Regions from separate parts of the Capra hircus genome. Here region 2 is linked to region 1. Evidence: chromatin contacts called from public Hi-C data. All regions are on one chromosome and are shown on one strand. The core of a region is the stretch at or near the end of the contact, and the rest is flanking DNA. Distances in the headings are between cores, read along the strand shown.

Region 1 (4,178 bases), core at 1,452-3,951:
ATGCTTTGCGTTCCCATATGAATTTTAGGAGTAGGTTGCCAGTTTCTGCAAGAAAGGCAGCTGGGGTTTGATAGAAATTGTGTTGAATTTCGTCCAGCAATGTTTTTTTTTTTTAATTTATTTTTGGTTGCACTGGGTCTTGGTTGCTGTGTGCAAGCTTTCTCTAGTTTTGATGAGCAGCAGCTTCTCTCGTTGGAGAGCATGGGCCCTAGGCATGCAGCCTTGAGTAGTTGCAGCACTTGGCCTCAGTAGTTGCAGTTCTCAGGCTCTGGAGCTTGCTAGTTGAGGAGCATGGGCATAGTTGCTCCAAAGCGTGTGGGATCTTCCCAGACCAGGGATCGAACCCATGTTCCCTGCCCTGGCAGGCAGATTCTTATCCAGTGTACCACCAGAGAAGTCCTTAGCAATGTTTTAGACGTTGATGTTTTTGTCCTTTTTAGAGTTCAAATTTTGTAGTCCATTTGTTAAATTTATTCCTAAGGATTTTATTATTTTTGCTGCTATTGTAAATGAAATTATTTTCTTAATTTCATTTTCAGATTATTCATCCCTAGTTTATAGAAATACAAGTGATTTTTGGTATACTGACCTTATATCCTGCAACTTTAACTTATTTATTAGTTCTAGTAGTCTTTCAGTGGATTCCTTAGGATTTCTTATATGTGAGATCCATATCCTCTACAAATACAAAAATACTTCTTTCTTTCCAATTTGGATGCCTCTTATTTCTTTTTCTTGTCGAATTTCCCTGGATAGAACCTTAGACACAGTATTGAATAGAAGGGTGAGAGTGGATTTTGTCTACTGGTTCCTAATCTTGATGGGGGAGAGCTTTCAATCTTTCACCATTAAGTATGATAATAGCTGTGGGTTTTTAGTAGATGCCCTTTATCTGGTTGAAGAAGTTCCCTTTTATTCCTAGTGTGTTGGGTGTTTTTTATCATGAAGAGGTATTGAATTTTGTCAGATGTGTTTTCTGTGTCTATTCGAATGATTATATAGTTTTTGTTCCTTTTTCTATTGATAGGAGTTATTACATTAAGTGATTTTGGGGTATTAAACCAACCTTGCATTCCTGGGATAAATGTCACTTGGTCAGAGTATATAATCCTTTTTATATGTTGCTTGCTAGTATTTTGTGAGTGTTCTTGCATACCATAGGTGTTATGAATATGTATATTCATAAGAGATACTGGTCTGCAGTTCTCTTTCCTTGGGATGCCTTCATTTGGTGTTGGCTTTCTTTTATCTTTTAATGGGTCAGAGAGTGTGGAACAGGAGAGACTGATCAGCTTCTCCCCTCCTGTGCTCACTGCATCTGGTTGAAAAGGACAAATAGAAGCTCTGAGCCCACGTCCAGACAGGGTCAGCAAAAAGTACCAATGGGATGTACCAGCCTCGTCTATAAAATGAGATGGTAAACCTAGCTGATGGCCCAGATTCAGTGAGCTGGTCCTGCTGGCTTCTCTGTAGTATCTTCCTGTTGTGAGCCCTGCGTTTCCAGGACAGACAGAGCCTCTAAGGAAAGCCCCACATTCTGGCCTCAAAGGAGAAGGAGGGCTCATGAGGGTCGACTTTGGAGATCCCTCTTGGCTCTAAAGTTCTAAGAACTTGAATCATAATAATGAACTAAGCAGCTCACTCTCCACTGGGTGCTGTTGTTAAGTTGCTTCAGTCATGTCTGACTCTGTGCGACCCCATAGATGGCAGCCCACCAGGCTCCTCCATCCATGGGATTTTCCAGGCAAGAGTACTGGAGTGGGGTGCCAAAGCCTTCTTCAGTGCATGAAAGGAAAAGTGAAAGTGAAGTCACTCAGTCATGTCTGACTCTTTGAGACCCCACGGACTGCAGCCTACCAGGTTCCTCCGTCCATGGGATTTTCCAGGCGAAAGTACTGAGAGTGGGTTGCCATTGCCTTCTCCACTGGGTGATCGGCCCCAATTCCTCGGAGAAGGGGAAGGGCCACATCCTCACCTCATAGCCCGCAGGGTCAGGCCCTTGTTGAGTGACGAATGCCAGGCCAACCAGTGTAAGAAAGGTCAGAGGAGGTTCTGGAAGAGCCTGCCCTGCTCTGGGTCCCCAAAGGAAAGCAGATCTCTGTTGGTGAGCCCTGGAAAACAGTGAGTCCTTTAGGAACAGAACAGAGCCGGGGTGGGCAGTGGCTCTGTGGGCCCTTTATGCAACGGCTCCAGCAGCAGAGTGGGAGGCCCTATAAACAGGAGCCGCGGGTCCCCAGCCCTCTCCGCCCCAGCCAGACCAGCTGGCAGAGCAGCCCTGGTGCAGATGTCTTGTTAGGGAGTTGCTGGAGTCCCTCAATGACCTTGAGGAGGTGACTTCTTTCCCCACCTCTCAGAGTGCAGCCCAGGTGCACTCATCCTGCAGCCCCTGCGTCTGGGCTCCTCCAAGGAACCGATGGCCATTCCCTCTGCAGGCTCACTCTTCCCTCCCGGGGTCGCTGGTGCTATTTTTGTGCCTGCAGCTCAGCACAAAGGCCCAAGGTCCCTGCAAGCAAGCCCATGGGACAGGCCAGGAAAGCAGTGAGTGGGCTGCCACTGTGCATGGCCTCTTGCTGACAACTCCCCTTTCACGGTCTCCCTCCAGCCCCCTCCTGCTTAGCGAGCTGGAGAGTCGACACTCGGGAAAAGCCAGCATCTGTTAGGTAACTGGCTCAGCTGCCATGCAGGGTATGATGTAATCTTGGATCCTGTGGTTGCTAGGAAAATTCTGCCCGCAGTGATATTGCGTGGTCCGAGGAGCGAGGCGAGTACAGAATGTTCCCGAGAAGACGGGAAGGATTGCTAGGGCTTCCCAAGCACAGGAGCCCGGAGAAGTTGGATGACCCAAGCTCCTTTCTAGAAGCTTGTTCCCCTTGCCGGGAATAGAGGTTGTGCTGGTAGCAGCAGAACATCAGGTCAGGTGGGGTTGTGCAGCAGGGTGACTCCCCTTGGCAGCGGCACCTTGGTTCTCTGGTGCTAAACTGCAGGCACTTGTCTGTCATGTGACATCCTTCTCGGAGGGGCCCTCCTCCTGTAGCACCAGGGCTGGGCACCTCCTCCGCTCCTCCCGGCAGGACAGTTAGGCAGGAGGCACCAAGAAGCTGCCTTGGGAAGTGGCAACTCCCTGCGGCATGGAAGGAGCTGGCCCACACCATGCCCTGGGGGGCAGGCAGTGGTGGAGTCCTGCCCTCTCTCTGGTTTCCCATGCCAGCAGCTCCACCAGGCATCACTCCCCCAAACCCCTACCTCCTGCTCAATGGCCCCACACCCCCTGTGTTGCAGTTCCGACCCTCCCCTCCCAGGGAGAATTCCTCCAGCAGAACAGAAGTATGTTTGAAAGGCCAAAGGCAACTGACTGCTCTTTAACGTTCAGGGTGTGACCAAGAACCTAGGTTTAGAAAAAAGGGGAGAGACGTGGCAGGACCCAGGCACCGGAGGCAGAGCGGGACCTGTAGGTGACCTCACCTGCCCCACAGCGCCTGTGCTCAGCCTTCCTCCCAGCAGCTCCGGGGGAGGCAAGTCCGCATTCCAGACTCTCCCCCTCCTCCCTCCTGCCTTTTCTGGCTGCAAGTCAGAGCCTGTCTCAGGGAAAACAAGACAAAGGAAGTGGTTTCATGAGACCCTGGACCAGAATCCTCAAATCTACCATGAAAAATAGCAACGGAAAGATTATGGCCATTATCTGTCTCTGTAGGAGCCGGGCTGGAAGTGGGCCTGGCTGTGCTCCTCTGAATAGGTGATGGGGTTTGGACAAAGGAATGAGTGCTAGAAATCAGGAGGGAGATCCTCCAAAGGGATGGAGACCAGAGTCTTCAGAAAGAAGAGGCGTTTCCCAAGGGCCCCTGGCTTTGGTGACCTTGGAGCAAGGGTCACCGGCAGAGAGAGCCCTGCTCAGGACAGCAGCCTGGGTTCTTGTCCTGCTCTCTGCTCTTGGAGGTGTAGCCTAGAGTGAGCCTCTGAGCTTCACCCTGGCAACCTGCCTCAGGAGGCCCTGCAGCTGGGTTGCTGGCAAATCCTGGCCAGGCTGTAGGGGAGGCTCAAGAAGGGCAGTGGGCTTCCCAAGAAGCACTTTGTTCTCAGAAAGCACCCCTCCTTCAAGGACTGACACCGCATGGGGGCCGCAGCCCAGCGCCAGAGGCCCATCCAGCAGCGGTTCTCTCCCCACGGTCTGCAGGTGCGGA
Region 2 (3,689 bases), core at 457-2,956, 63 kb after region 1:
GGTTTATTTTGTGGGTGTGGAATTTTTTTTTAAATGTGGTAAAAAACCCATAACATAAAATTTCCCGTCTTCACCATTTTTAAGTGTTGGAGTCAGTGGTATTGGGTTCATTCATTCATACTGTTGTGCAGTCAACCGCTGGAACTCTTTTCGTCTTGCAAAACCAAAACCCTCTATACCCTTTAGCCAACTCCCTGTGGGTCTGGGTTTGCTTTGAAAGTGAAAGCAGGGAACTTGCTGTTGGTTTGGGTGCAGCCTGTATAAAATGTCGGGTGGAGGCGTCATAAGGAGAGAGCGGGTCGCTCATCTTCCCCCTCGCAGACACAGGCCTGCTCCTTTGGAATTTCACATGTGAGCACTCTGCTTCTTCAGTAGGTCATGTGGGAGTTAGTGCAAGTGGGGCTCAGGTGATTCTGATCCTCACTGTCTCCCCTCGTCCCATCATGGTTGAAACAAAAAAAGTAGGACCACATCACGGTCACACAGCATGAAAAACAGTTAAACAGTTAAATTTAGTTTCAGTCACTTCTGGTTGACTGCCCAAAGAGAATCTGGGTAGTTCATTCAAGAAATAGGCCCCAACTATGTGGAAATAAAGTTTAATAACCAGTGAATCTTAAAGGAAATCAACCCTGAATATTCATTGGAAGGACTGATGCTAAAGCTGAAGCTCCAATACTTTGGCCCACTTGATGTGAAGAGCCAACTCATTAGAAAAGACCCTGATGCTGGGAAAGATTGAAGGCAGGAGGAGAAGGGGATGACAGAGGATGAGATGGTTGGATGGTATCACTGACTCAGTTCAGTTCAGTCGCTCAGTCGTGTCCGATTCTTTGCGACCTCATGTACTGCAGCACTCTTCAGTATCCATCACCACCTCCCAGAGCTTGCTCAAACTCATGTACATTGAGTCAGTGATGCTATCCAACCACCTCATTCTCTGTTGTCCCCTTCTCTTCCCGCCTTCAATCTTTCCCAGCATCAGGGCCTTTTCCAGTGAGCAGCTCTTCGCATGAGGTGGCCAAAGTTTCAGCTTCAGCATCAGTCCTTCCAGTGAATATTCAGAACTAATTTCTTTTAGGATTGACTGGTTTGATATCCTTGCAGTCCAAGGGACTCTCAAGAGTCTTCTCCAACACCATGGTTCAAAAGCATAAATTCTTCAACGCTTAGCTTTCTTTGTAGTCCCAACTCTCACATCCATACACGACTACTGGAAAAACCATAGCTTTGACTAGACGGACCTTTGTTGGCAAAGTAATTAATGTCTCTGCTGTCTAGGTTGGTCATAGCTTTTCTTCCAGGAGCAAGCATCTTTTAATTTCGTGGCTGCAGTCACCATCTGCAGTGATTTTGGAGCCCCCCCCCCAAATAAAGTGAAACATCTCACTGTTTCCATTGTTTCCCCATCACTGACTCAATGGACATGAATGTGATGTAGTGAAGAACAGGGAAGCCTTGTGGGCTGCAGTCCACGGGGTGGCAGAGTCAGACATGACTTTAGTGGCTGAACAACAACATTCCTTTTAATCAGATCAGCTTCATGAGTCATTCCATGTTAATCTATATCCTGAGGTTATAATGTGAATTCTCAGAAGGTGAAAATAGGAAAATGGAAAGGTTCTAACTGTGAGAGGAGCTCAAAATAGGCTGGTGGAGGGAGGAACCCAGGGAGGGGCTTGGTGGCCTCAACCAGAGGAAAGTGTCAGCACAGACTCTCTGGGGGCCACAGCTGGGGAAAAACGAAATGGACAGAAACCACAAATTCATTTTCGCAGATCAGCGGGCTGTCAGAGCAGATGTTCTTAACCTAAACACGAAAGGAGCAGTGCTAGTACCCAACTGAGAAGGAAAAACAATCACTTCTCCAGTTGTCCACCCCAGCCCTGTGGGTTGTTGGGGATGGGGGTCCAGGCTTCACTAAAGAGGAAACTGAGGACTTCCCTGGTGGTGCGCTGGATAAGAATCCACCTACCAATGCAGGGGACATGGGTTTGATCCTTGGTCTAGGGAGATTCCATATGCCTCGGAGCAACTAGACTCGTGCGCCGCAACTCCTGAGCCTCTGTGCTGCAAGTACTGAGGCCCTTGTGCCTGGAGCCTGTTCTCTGCAGCAAGAGAAGCCGCTGCAGTGAGCCCGAGTGCCACAACCAGAGAGAGTCCACGTGGAGCAGTGAGGACCCAGGGCAGCCAAAAGCAGACATTCCAAAAAGGGGATTGAGATCAGGAGATCAGGTTCGTGTTCCAGGTCACACAGCACATTACAGGGGGCCACTGGGCTCTGGGTCCAGGCTGTCCTGATCCCAGAGCAGATTATTATTATTATTTAAAGCAGGTTTTTCTTGATCACTGTTTTCAGTCAGATTTTTCAGGAATTTTGCGTATCATTTTCTTTTAATTCATTATATTTGTAATTTTATATTCATAAATCTTGTTTCACCCATTTGTTTTACATTTCTTTTTGTAATGCTAATTTTAAATAAGTAATACTGTTATTATCATAAAGAAATAACATTTTAAGAATTGAAGTATAGTTGATTTACAATATTATGTTTCAGGTGTAAGATAGAGTGATTCAGTGTATTTATAGGTTACATTTGTTTAAAGTTATTTTCAAATAATGGCTGTATTTCTCTGCTATACAGTCTCCCTTTGTTGCTTCTGTATTTCATATGTAGCGGTTTGTATCTCTTTAAAAAAAAGTTGTTTTTTTGGAGGTATAGTTGATTTATAATGTGTTTCTGGTATACAGCAAAGTGATTCTGTCTTTAAAAATATATGTGTATATTTAAGTATATACTCTTAAATGTAGGCTTCCCTGGTGGCTCAGATGGTAAAGAATCTGCTTGATTTAGCACGCACGCAGTTTGGGAGACCCGAGTTTAATCCCTAGGTCAGGAAGATCCCCTGAAGGAGGGAATGGCTACCTATCCCAGGATTCTTGTCTGAAGAATTCCATGGACAGAGGATCCTGGTGGGCTACAGTCTAAGGGGTCTTGTATATATATTCTCTCTCTCTCTCATACACACATATACATTATCTTTATTCTTTATCTTTATATCTTTATCATATCTGTATATTCTTTTTCATATTCTTTCCCATCACTGACTCAGTGGACAGGAACTTGAGCAAATTCCAGGAGATAGTGAAGGACAGGGAAGCTTGGTGGGCTATAGTTCATGGGGGTGCATGACTTAGCAACTGAACAGCAAACCCATGATTTGTTACAAGATTCTGAGTACAGTTCCCTGTGCTATACAGTGGGGCCTTGTTGTTTAGTTTGTATCTTTTAATCTAAGAAATAACATTTTTATTTGTAACTCTTCTAGGATCGGCTGGAAACAGAGGTGGTATGAGTTAGTCTGTGAAACTGTCCATATAACCATCAATCTTTTTTCTTTCTTTCAGTTTCTAGAGCAGTTCATTTCTTATTTTCGGTTGCTTTGGGGGTTGGCCTCAGATAATTTCTGCATTTCTTTAGGAGTTTATCCCACTGGGGTCTTGTTACCAGACTTGGCCACAAAAAATAGCAGTGTGGCCTTTCAGACTCATGAGGGTTTTATTGTTAATGATACAGATGTATGTTTTCAAAAGCGGTGGCGTTGAAAATAACGATCCTAACCTGGCCTATGTCCTTTCTCCTTCTTCTGTTTCTAAACACAGTCAACAAGCACAAGCCATGGCTGGA

The links. A called contact is a pair of places that touch in the nucleus more often than the background predicts.
Region 2: a Hi-C map of blood shows a contact between it and region 1, with 2.9 times the contacts expected there. The contact joins two enhancer-like sites. A contact is called at or near these places in 2 of 5 Hi-C or Micro-C datasets (both in blood).

The regions. Positions count from the first base shown.
Region 1 is chr16:42,167,415-42,171,592 of ARS1.2, forward strand. It overlaps CTNNBIP1 (beta-catenin-interacting protein 1), which reads left to right. Exons shown (of 5, transcript XM_018060374.1): 5 at 4,172-4,178. Among named protein-coding and RNA genes, the nearest start is that of CLSTN1, 31 kb to the right of the region's middle. Within about 2 kb of position 2,702, at least 4 of the 5 cell types and tissues checked have an H3K27ac peak or open chromatin away from gene starts, as enhancers often do.
Region 2 is chr16:42,231,410-42,235,098 of ARS1.2, forward strand. CLSTN1 (calsyntenin-1) reads left to right here. Exons shown (of 18, transcript XM_018060382.1): 2 at 3,665-3,689. Among named protein-coding and RNA genes, the nearest start is that of CLSTN1, 33 kb to the left of the region's middle. Within about 2 kb of position 1,707, at least 1 of the 5 cell types and tissues checked has an H3K27ac peak or open chromatin away from gene starts, as enhancers often do.